Regions from separate parts of the Zea mays genome. Here all the other regions are linked to region 3. Evidence: chromatin contacts called from public Hi-C data. All regions are on one chromosome and are shown on one strand. The core of a region is the stretch at or near the end of the contact, and the rest is flanking DNA. Distances in the headings are between cores, read along the strand shown.

Region 1 (2,843 bases), core at 175-2,674, 220 kb after region 3:
CTAAGGGAATATATGAGCATGTAATGTTCTTCTCCTCTGCATTCATCAATCCATCATACACAAAAGACGATATAGAGTGTTACACATTCAACGGCTCGAAACTCTATAATTTTTTCATGTGTCGGTGGCCGTAGCACTACCCGAGATCAACATGTCTCGAGGCTATATCCCTCGCTCTATCCCTTACCTATCAATCTCCTTGGATATCTAAGGTACCATGGTGTTGTTATACGATGACATTGCTCTATCCCACTCAACCCCTCTAACCAAACAAGAAACTGGAACGACTCTCTCTCAAATCAAATAGGAAACAGGTTCAAATCTCATATCATAAAATTAGGACGGGTTCAAGCCTCACATTATTCCTCACATTATTCTGGAACCAAACATATGCTTATGCATAAACTTCCGCTATCATTAGCGTCGGCGTAAGTAATGTGACACCGCCTTCGTGACATCACGAATGATATTAACTTTTAGCAATAGTTTATCGTATGATTATACCTACGTGATAGCCTGAAGTGATCTATGAGATTATCTCTTGAGGGTTGATTTGGTGACCCGGGATCCCGGGAGGATCGGAGGGGATTGAGGGGGAAATGAACTAATTTCCCCCTCAATCCCCTCCGATCCGGGAAATTTCCCCTCAATCCCCTCCGATCCTCCCGGGATCTCGGGTCACCAAATCAACCCTCAAGAGGATTGAGGGGGAAATGAACTAATTTCCCCCTCAATCCCCTCCGATCCGGGAAATTTCCTCTCAATCCCCTCCGATCCTCCCGGGATCCCTTTGTCACCAAATCAACCCTGATTGAGAAATTGTTTCTTTCTTTTTACTAAAATATAAAATACATTACTTTCATAACTCGTTTTTGGAGCTACTGGGATGCTAGCGTGACCGTACACGACTACGACGGCACAAAAGATCAACACCGAAACCATGTCATCGCCAACGCCGAGCCAAGGCCGTCAACATGTGAACGGCGAACCCCAATCGAGATAGAAAAACTCCAAGCCACTGCACTGTTATTAGTCCCAGTTGTTGCCGTCGCACGCCAAACCAAATTACAAAGACCCAAAAGTCAAAGTCAGAGGGAGGCAGCGAGGCGTGCATCCGTCCACGTCCCGGCCCGCCCCCGGCTGGTACCCTAAAAAGATCGCGCACGCATATCTGACGACCGGCCCGCACCCACCTCAACCTCACCTGCCACTGCCATCCTTTCTCACACTCGCGCACCGGCGCGCGTCCGCTGCCCGCACCCCGTCCCGTTGTACTGCAGGGCGGAGCCTCGCTCGCCTTTTGTACTGCACGCCCACGCGTCCACACGCGCGCGCGGCCCGGACCTGGCTACGAAGCGCAGGCAGTACAGACAGCACCGCCTGGTTTGAGCGGCTGCCGCCGCTGCATATACTCCCTCCCTGCCTTCCAGTGCCAGGGGTGACCGGCGTGCGTGCCATTCCACGCTCTCGCGGCTCGTGTGCCAGCGGTGACCAGCGCTCGTGCTCGTCCAGTCCACCAGGCGCTGCTGTTCCGGCAAGCCAGCCAGGTGAGGGATCCAGATCGGCCTCTGCGTGCCATGCGTGGTCTCCGCTCTCCAGCCCGCGTCGAGAAATTCGATCCTTTTTGGCTCGGTTCTGGCTGTCCTGTGCGTCAGTTCTGCGTTTCCGTGTCTGTTATCGTCATAGTCCGTTCTGTTTTTTTTTTCCTTCTGTTTCCCACACCTGTGTTCCTGTTCCTGTCCTGCTGGAGTGATTTATGGCATCGTTTGCGTGGTTTTCAATTCAGGATTGGATATTTTCCGCCAATCGGATTCTGGTGACATATACGTTAGCGTTTGAGGATCCCCATTTGGGAAATTTCGGTTTCCATTGCAAAACTGAATAAAAAATATATCCAAGAGAAGAAAGAAGGCCAAAGGTTATGGATTTTTAATAATCCGAGATCCATCCGACAACTCACGCGCCTCTGCATCTGTCCAAGTCCAATGCACGAGCACATGGATGGCGTAGTGGCATGGTCTGGTTCTTTTTTTTTTGTGTGAACAAACAAATGAACTCACATCTACGCCTCCATACTGCAGCAGCAGCCGCCGCCGCCGCCGTCTCGGAGCTCGAGCTCCTAGTCCCCCGGGGCCGAGGCGCCGGCGCCATGGACCAGCTCCGGCCCGAGCCGGCCGCGGGCGCGCACGAGATCGAGAAGACGGCGGCGCCGGACGTGGAGTCGGAGCCCGCGGCGGCGGTGCCGGAGCCGGAGCGCGTGCCGCCGTGGCGCGAGCAGGTCACCGCGCGCGGGATGGTGGCGGCGCTGCTCATCGGCTTCGTCTACACGGTGATCGTCATGAAGCTGAGCCTCACCACGGGGCTCACCCCCACCATGAACGTCTCCGCCGCGCTGCTCGCCTTCCTGGCGCTCCGCGGATGGACGCGCGCCCTCGGCCGCCTAGGCATTGCATGCCGCCCCTTCACCCGCCAGGAGAACACCGTCGTGCAGACCTGCGTCGTCGCCTGCTACACCATAGGGTTCGGCGGTAAGCCAGTCCGTCACGCCTTGCTTGCCAATCGACGAGCCCTGTCCCAGTCACGAGTCCGCCCGCCGTCGCTATTGACCATCTTGCCAATCCGCAGGTGGGTTCGGGTCGTTCCTGCTGGGCCTGGACAAGAAGACGTACGAGCTCTCCGGGGTGAGCACGCCGGGCAACGTGCCGGGGAGCTACAGGGAGCCTGCCATCGGCTGGATGACCGGATTCCTCCTCGCCGTCAGCTTCGTGGGGCTCCTCACCTTGCTTCCACTCAGAAAGGTCCTGTCCCTCCCGCGGTCCTCTCTTCTCTCTGATCTTTCCATG
Region 2 (2,716 bases), core at 176-2,675, 140 kb after region 3:
CAAAAGGGATGAATGCACTTTCATTTACGCACAAGTCATGTTACCTATTCGCCAAGGGATCGTGACTTCTCATTCATCTCTGCTGAGGAGACGAGGCAGGGTACCACTATAAGGCCTTTACAAAGTTCCACTAGCTTCCGAAAACCCGCTACGGTTTCTGAGAAGGGCAATATAGGAATCCCTCGTCCGGAAAGCCATCTCAGCATGATCGACCCGAGAACCTCCCTATACACAACTCCTTATCGCCCTTGCCCCTTTCGGGTAAGGTAGTCTTCCACTAGCTTTCCTAGTTAGTCAGCCAAGGGCGTCCCATACCATCCTTATGGTAGCACTGTTTTCCCGGGTGGTCGCTCCATGTTCCAATTAACGTAATGATCTTGTCATGAACAATAATTAAAACAACAGTATAACTGGAACATGATCATAATATAATATTAATTTCCCAAAATCAGGTAGAGCAATAGCAAAGCTATCCAATAGTTCTTTTGTTTGCAAGGTGTGGGATAAACAATGCTAGGGAAACCTATTAGGTCCCATCAAATTAACTTGAGCATGTCACAGTGATTAACATAAATATTATTGGGTAAAGAAAAGTGTCCAAGGGCACAGCTTGCCTTAGACTTGAGATCCCAGGTACCAAGTTAGTCTTCAGATTCTCGTAACCTCGCTGCTACTCGTATCAATACATACAAATAGACAAGAAGTACATAAAAATAACAGCACACCAAGCACGAGAACAAACAGCGTAAGAATATTCTACGCGTTGCTATGAGATCATGGGTTCGAGAATCACTAAAATCGGAGTTACTGTTAAGAAGATATGATTTACTGAAGTTCTAGGTGATTAAACAATAAAACTATGTTATTTTGATATTTTGATTAATATAAATCTTGTGAGACAATATATTACCAATATACCACTAATTCAACCTTTTAATCTAAGTTATAACTTGATTATAGATTTATATCTTAGTTTGTTTTCAATTATGGTAAGATTAACTTTGGTTAGCAAGATTAATCTACTATTCTTAGGTTCAATGAGTATCTAATTATAAGAGCATGTGATATCTTACAAATAACTTAGTTATGAATTTTCTAAGATCATTGAATTATTTTTATGCTAAAATCATTTTATATATTCATTTTACCATTTTTTTGGCCTGGTGGACTTTGGCTACTATTTTATAAGAGCTCAAGGTTGTTTTTACAAATTTTAGGACCATTATGTAATGATCTTAGAATATTAGTGGACATCGGGTTTATTAAACAAAACGACAGGGAATTGTATGCAAATGTTCGGCCGCGAAGGGGTATCCTTCAATCATACCCGTTGGATAACAGTCAAACGGTCTAGAAAAGATCTCATCCGGTACACAATTGAGGCCATAGGATCAAAGAGCGACGGTCTAGATTACTCGACTGAGCCAACACCCCCCATCTAAGATGGCACAGTCCAAGGTCTACGGTTTCCAGTGACCTCACGACGGATTTGACGTCGGTGAGCAATCACAGTTTTCTCCGGTTCTCCCCCATGCCCTACGGTCGCGGATTCACAATGATGCAGACTTCCATAGCTCCAAGTTGGCCGCCTCAGTGGTGTCGCTGCCCGAGTCCCGTGTGGGTGTGTCACGCGTGGCGGTGTGGGCGCGGCCGGCACCCGAGTACTGGGAGGCACCGGCGAAGGGCAATGACGGTGGTCGGGCGAGCCACGAGCGGCAGATAGGGGCACGGAGGTAGAAGGGCTAGGGCGCCAGGCTCCCAGCATGGGCGCGCATGGCGGTCGTGAGGTCCTGGCGGCCGACCGATGGCAGACGTCTCTGGTGCTCGGCGGGTCGCGACGGCGCGATGCCATGCTTTATGGGGGAAGGGGCGAGTCCGCGCCAAAGAAGTCGGTAGCAGGTCAGCAGAATCCCCGAGGATTCGGTGGAGGTTGTTGCGATGCGACGTTGATACGATATTGTGCAGAGCTCGAAAGAGATAAGGAAGAAGGGATACACACTGACATGCCAGGCCCACACTCCAGACACCAACGTCAGATACCGCGCGAGAGGGAGCTAGCTTCGGGCCCTACCTGCCACTGCCTCCGTGTAGTGCAGAGGCTGCCCAGCGAGCCCCACCCGATAGGCCGCAGGCACCTGCGCACAAATGGGCCAGGATGAGGGGACGCTGGGCCAAGAGAGTAGGAGGGGGAGTGGGCCAGGACGGGGAAATCGACCCACGAGTGTTCTTTCTCTCTTTTTTGTTTCATTTTCTAAGTCCCAATTTGGCTCCAAATTTAAAATGTGAGTTTTGGATTTTCATTTTCAAATTTACTACACAATCAAAATCCAACATGGATGCCCATATACATATCTTTTTTATTAATTCATTTATTCATTTCCCTATTGAAATACATGCTTCTAGATATGCACTTTACACATAAATAGTTATTTTTAGAAAATAATTTCTAAGGTATTGTCTTTGTCCGGGTATGATTTTAAATTAAATCCTTTTGAAGAGTACTTATAAGTATATTTTCCAATAAAGGAATAACTAAAATCATATAGGGATACTTTTATTTATTAGGAATCATATTTGGTTTAGTAGATGTAATTCCAAAGGGAACAAAGTTCTAATTGAAAGGCATTTTAATTTAAATTTATCGGAGAGTTTTATCAGATTACCTAAAATAGATTTTGAGGTGTTACATTCTTCACCTCTGGCTTTGAGTACCTTA
Region 3 (2,822 bases), core at 311-2,810:
ATCTACACATTAACATTCCTTATGTCCACGACTGCTGCATCAAATATACATTTTGATAACAATTAGTGGTACCAAAGCAAATATCCTCAAGATGAGGTTACACAGATTTCCCTTCAAAAGTGAGACAAAAGTTTACACTCACCTCTTGTATGTAAAACTATTGGGAGAAATTTGAATAAGTTGGATTCTACATGCTCTTCTTCATATAATGATGTTATTCTTGAAAGACATGTTCTACATTGCACGGTATAAAAAAGGGATAGCAAATAAGAATAACCATTCCTTGTCATTGTGTTTCTGCTTTGAATCCTTCTCATCTCTACACAATGTTTGTGCGTGTAAATTAATTTGTCCGCTACTGACCAGAGGTATATTTTCTTTCTTTCTCATGTTTCAGGAGATTAAACTTTTTAGATGATGAATATAACTTGTCACATACCCCTCATGTTTGCTGGGCAAAGGTAGCAAAGTTTTTTTTATGATGCAAGTCTGTAATGCAGCAGTGACAATTGTTTTCTTTCTTTTCAAGAAATTAGAAGTCCAAAGCCCCAAAACATAATTGTTACCAAAACCCGATGCTAATCTTCTAGCATGGTTATCAGTAGTATATATATGTCACTTTCATCAGAACACAAAATCAAACAAATTAAATAGCATGATACATGAGAGCAAAGAAGCAAGTAGGCATAGGCAACAGACGTGCAACCTCTTCTTCATAAGAAACTCCCCTTTTAAGCAAATACAAGGGTGGGAAATCACTAAGGCTTGTCCGCTTCAACTACATCACAGATCCATCACAGCTACTACACATAAACAGCGCTAAGAAACTCCTAAACTCGCAAGCTAGCATGCAACGAGGACAAGCAAGAAACCTCGATGAGACATCTTTGTGACACCACTTCAGTCCAAGGCGTCGACGATGCGGCCGACAAGCGCGTCCATGAGCCTCCTCTGTGCATCAAGGTGCCGAAGCGCCATCTCCATCCGCATCCTCTGCGTCTCCCGGGCGGCCTCCATCCTCCTCTCCTCCGCTCGCAGGAAACCCTCTCCGATGGCCCTCAGAGCCCCCACCACATCGCTCACACCGTCCTCGTCCCCGGCATCGTCCCGCCGCCTCTTTCTGGGCGGGGATGCGGGAGGGGAAGGGGGAGACGGCGAAGAGATCGCCGCCGCCGGCGGCGGCGGCGACGAGGACCGGGACGTGGATCGGGACTGGGACTTGGAGAAGAAGGGCGGGGAAGGGACGTCGAGGAGGTCGATGGCGTCGAGGAGCGGGCACGGGCGGCGGCGGTTGGACCGGAGGCGTCGGCGGAGCTTCTCGACCTTGTGGCGGCACTGCCTGGCCGTCTTGGACGGAGCGGCCGCGGCGACGGCGGCCCAGTCAGCGGAGGTCAGGTGCTCACGGCCGACGGCGAGGCGGCGCGCGGTGTAGGCCCGCGCGAGCGCGAGGGTCTCGTCGGTCGTCCAGCACGGGGGCGGCACGCGCCGGCCGGAGGCGCGGGCGGGGGAAGGAGAGGCCATGGTGGTGGTGGGCCTGGCGGGGATGGTGAAGCGGTGGTGGAGGACGGCATGGATGGTGCCGTGGGTTATAACGGAGGCGTTCCCCTTAGGCGGTAACAGGTGGCGGTGGGCGCACGCGGGCGGCGGTGGACGACGGCGGCGCCAACCGCCGCGCGTGGGGGCACCTTGCCCGACACCCCGCGCGCGGGGCGCGGGGCGTGCGACGACTCGTAAAATTGCGCGGTGGCCTTCCGTCCTCCTTCTCGGCTGCTGGGCGGCTACGATGCGTCGGGAGCGGGGGCGACGGCCGTCGGATCACGGGTGGGCCGCCCCCGTGGGCCGTGGACACTGGACTTCAATAGTCGCTTGCGTCCTCTTCTTGGTAATAATGTTTTGGTTTCGGGGGCCGAAATGGAATTTGGCCTCTGTAGCGGCCTAGCGGGGACGGTGGGTGAACGGTGGTCGTCACGTCTGCGATTGGCCGCGCACGGCGGCATGCGGCTCGTGCGACCTGGACGCTTTGGGCTAGCGTGCGGCGGCGGCAAGGCGACTCGCGGGGGCGCGGCAAGGCGTGCGCGGAGGGGCCGTGTCCATGTGTAACCAAGCGACGCCGTCGCCGACGCGGCCACAGTACAACGGCGATGTGGTGTGACGTGCCGGTCAGGGTGTAAATGTAGTCGCATGCTGCGGCCGCCGGCCGGGACACGGTAGCCGGCAGCGTGGAACGAATCAGTGCAGAACTGCGGATAATAGAATATGGGCATGTCAACTAGGGCTGGAAACGAGCCGAGCTAAGCTCGGCTCAGTGCAGCTCGGTAGCTGACCGAGCTCGGCTCGTCCATTTCACGAGCTGGGGAGACAGGCTCGGCTCGAAGGTGGCTCGCGAGCCACACCCTGATATATATAATTGCATTATCTAGTGAATTATTAGTATATAAATATAAATATATAGATATTATTTATTATTATGAGTAATCTAAATTATTAATTGTCATATATTTATTATGAAACGTTAAAAAACAAACTGATTATCTATAAAATTACCCAATATTCATCATAATTTTACATATTAAGGGGGTGTTTGAGAGAGCTTTGCTTTAAAAACTTCAACTTTGGTTTTCCAGTTTCATTATAAAACAGCTCTAGCAAATTGTTAAGGTGAGTTCCAGGAGCGTTTGGTTTGTATATGGACTCCAACTTCTATAGTACAATTGATTTGTGTGGGTTTCCTTGATTACCCTTGATGATTAGTGGGTTGTTGTCAGAGAGAACGAAAGTTGTATGTTGCGTAACCAGTGGCATGGTGGGTAATATTCATACAA

The links. A called contact is a pair of places that touch in the nucleus more often than the background predicts.
Region 1: a Hi-C map of bundle sheath shows a contact between it and region 3, with 3 times the contacts expected there. The contact joins the promoter of LOC100273385 here to the promoter of LOC100279100 in region 3. A contact is called at or near these places in 5 of 25 Hi-C or Micro-C datasets (bundle sheath, ear and leaf).
Region 2: a Hi-C map of leaf shows a contact between it and region 3, with 5 times the contacts expected there. The contact joins the enhancer-like site here to the promoter of LOC100279100 in region 3. A contact is called at or near these places in 10 of 25 Hi-C or Micro-C datasets (bundle sheath, ear, endosperm and 3 more).

Annotation. Positions count from the first base shown.
Region 1 is chr10:136,417,105-136,419,947 of Zm-B73-REFERENCE-NAM-5.0, reverse strand. It overlaps LOC100273385, which reads left to right and starts at 1,424. Exons shown (of 8, transcript NM_001348941.1): 1 at 1,424-1,547; 2 at 2,082-2,528; 3 at 2,626-2,798. The coding sequence starts at 2,150.
Region 2 is chr10:136,498,435-136,501,150 of Zm-B73-REFERENCE-NAM-5.0, reverse strand. No RefSeq gene overlaps it. Among protein-coding and RNA genes, the nearest start is that of LOC103641899, 26 kb to the right of the region's middle. Within about 2 kb of position 1,425, at least 19 of the 20 cell types and tissues checked have an H3K27ac peak or open chromatin away from gene starts, as enhancers often do. A contact at or near this core is called in bundle sheath, ear, endosperm and 2 more, where this site is marked.
Region 3 is chr10:136,636,854-136,639,675 of Zm-B73-REFERENCE-NAM-5.0, reverse strand. LOC100279100 reads right to left here and starts at 1,560. Exons shown (of 1, transcript NM_001152145.2): 1 at 628-1,560. The coding sequence starts at 1,521. The coding sequence ends at 901. It overlaps LOC103641904 (cationic amino acid transporter 6, chloroplastic), which reads left to right. Exons shown (of 5, transcript XM_008665213.4): 5 at 1-190.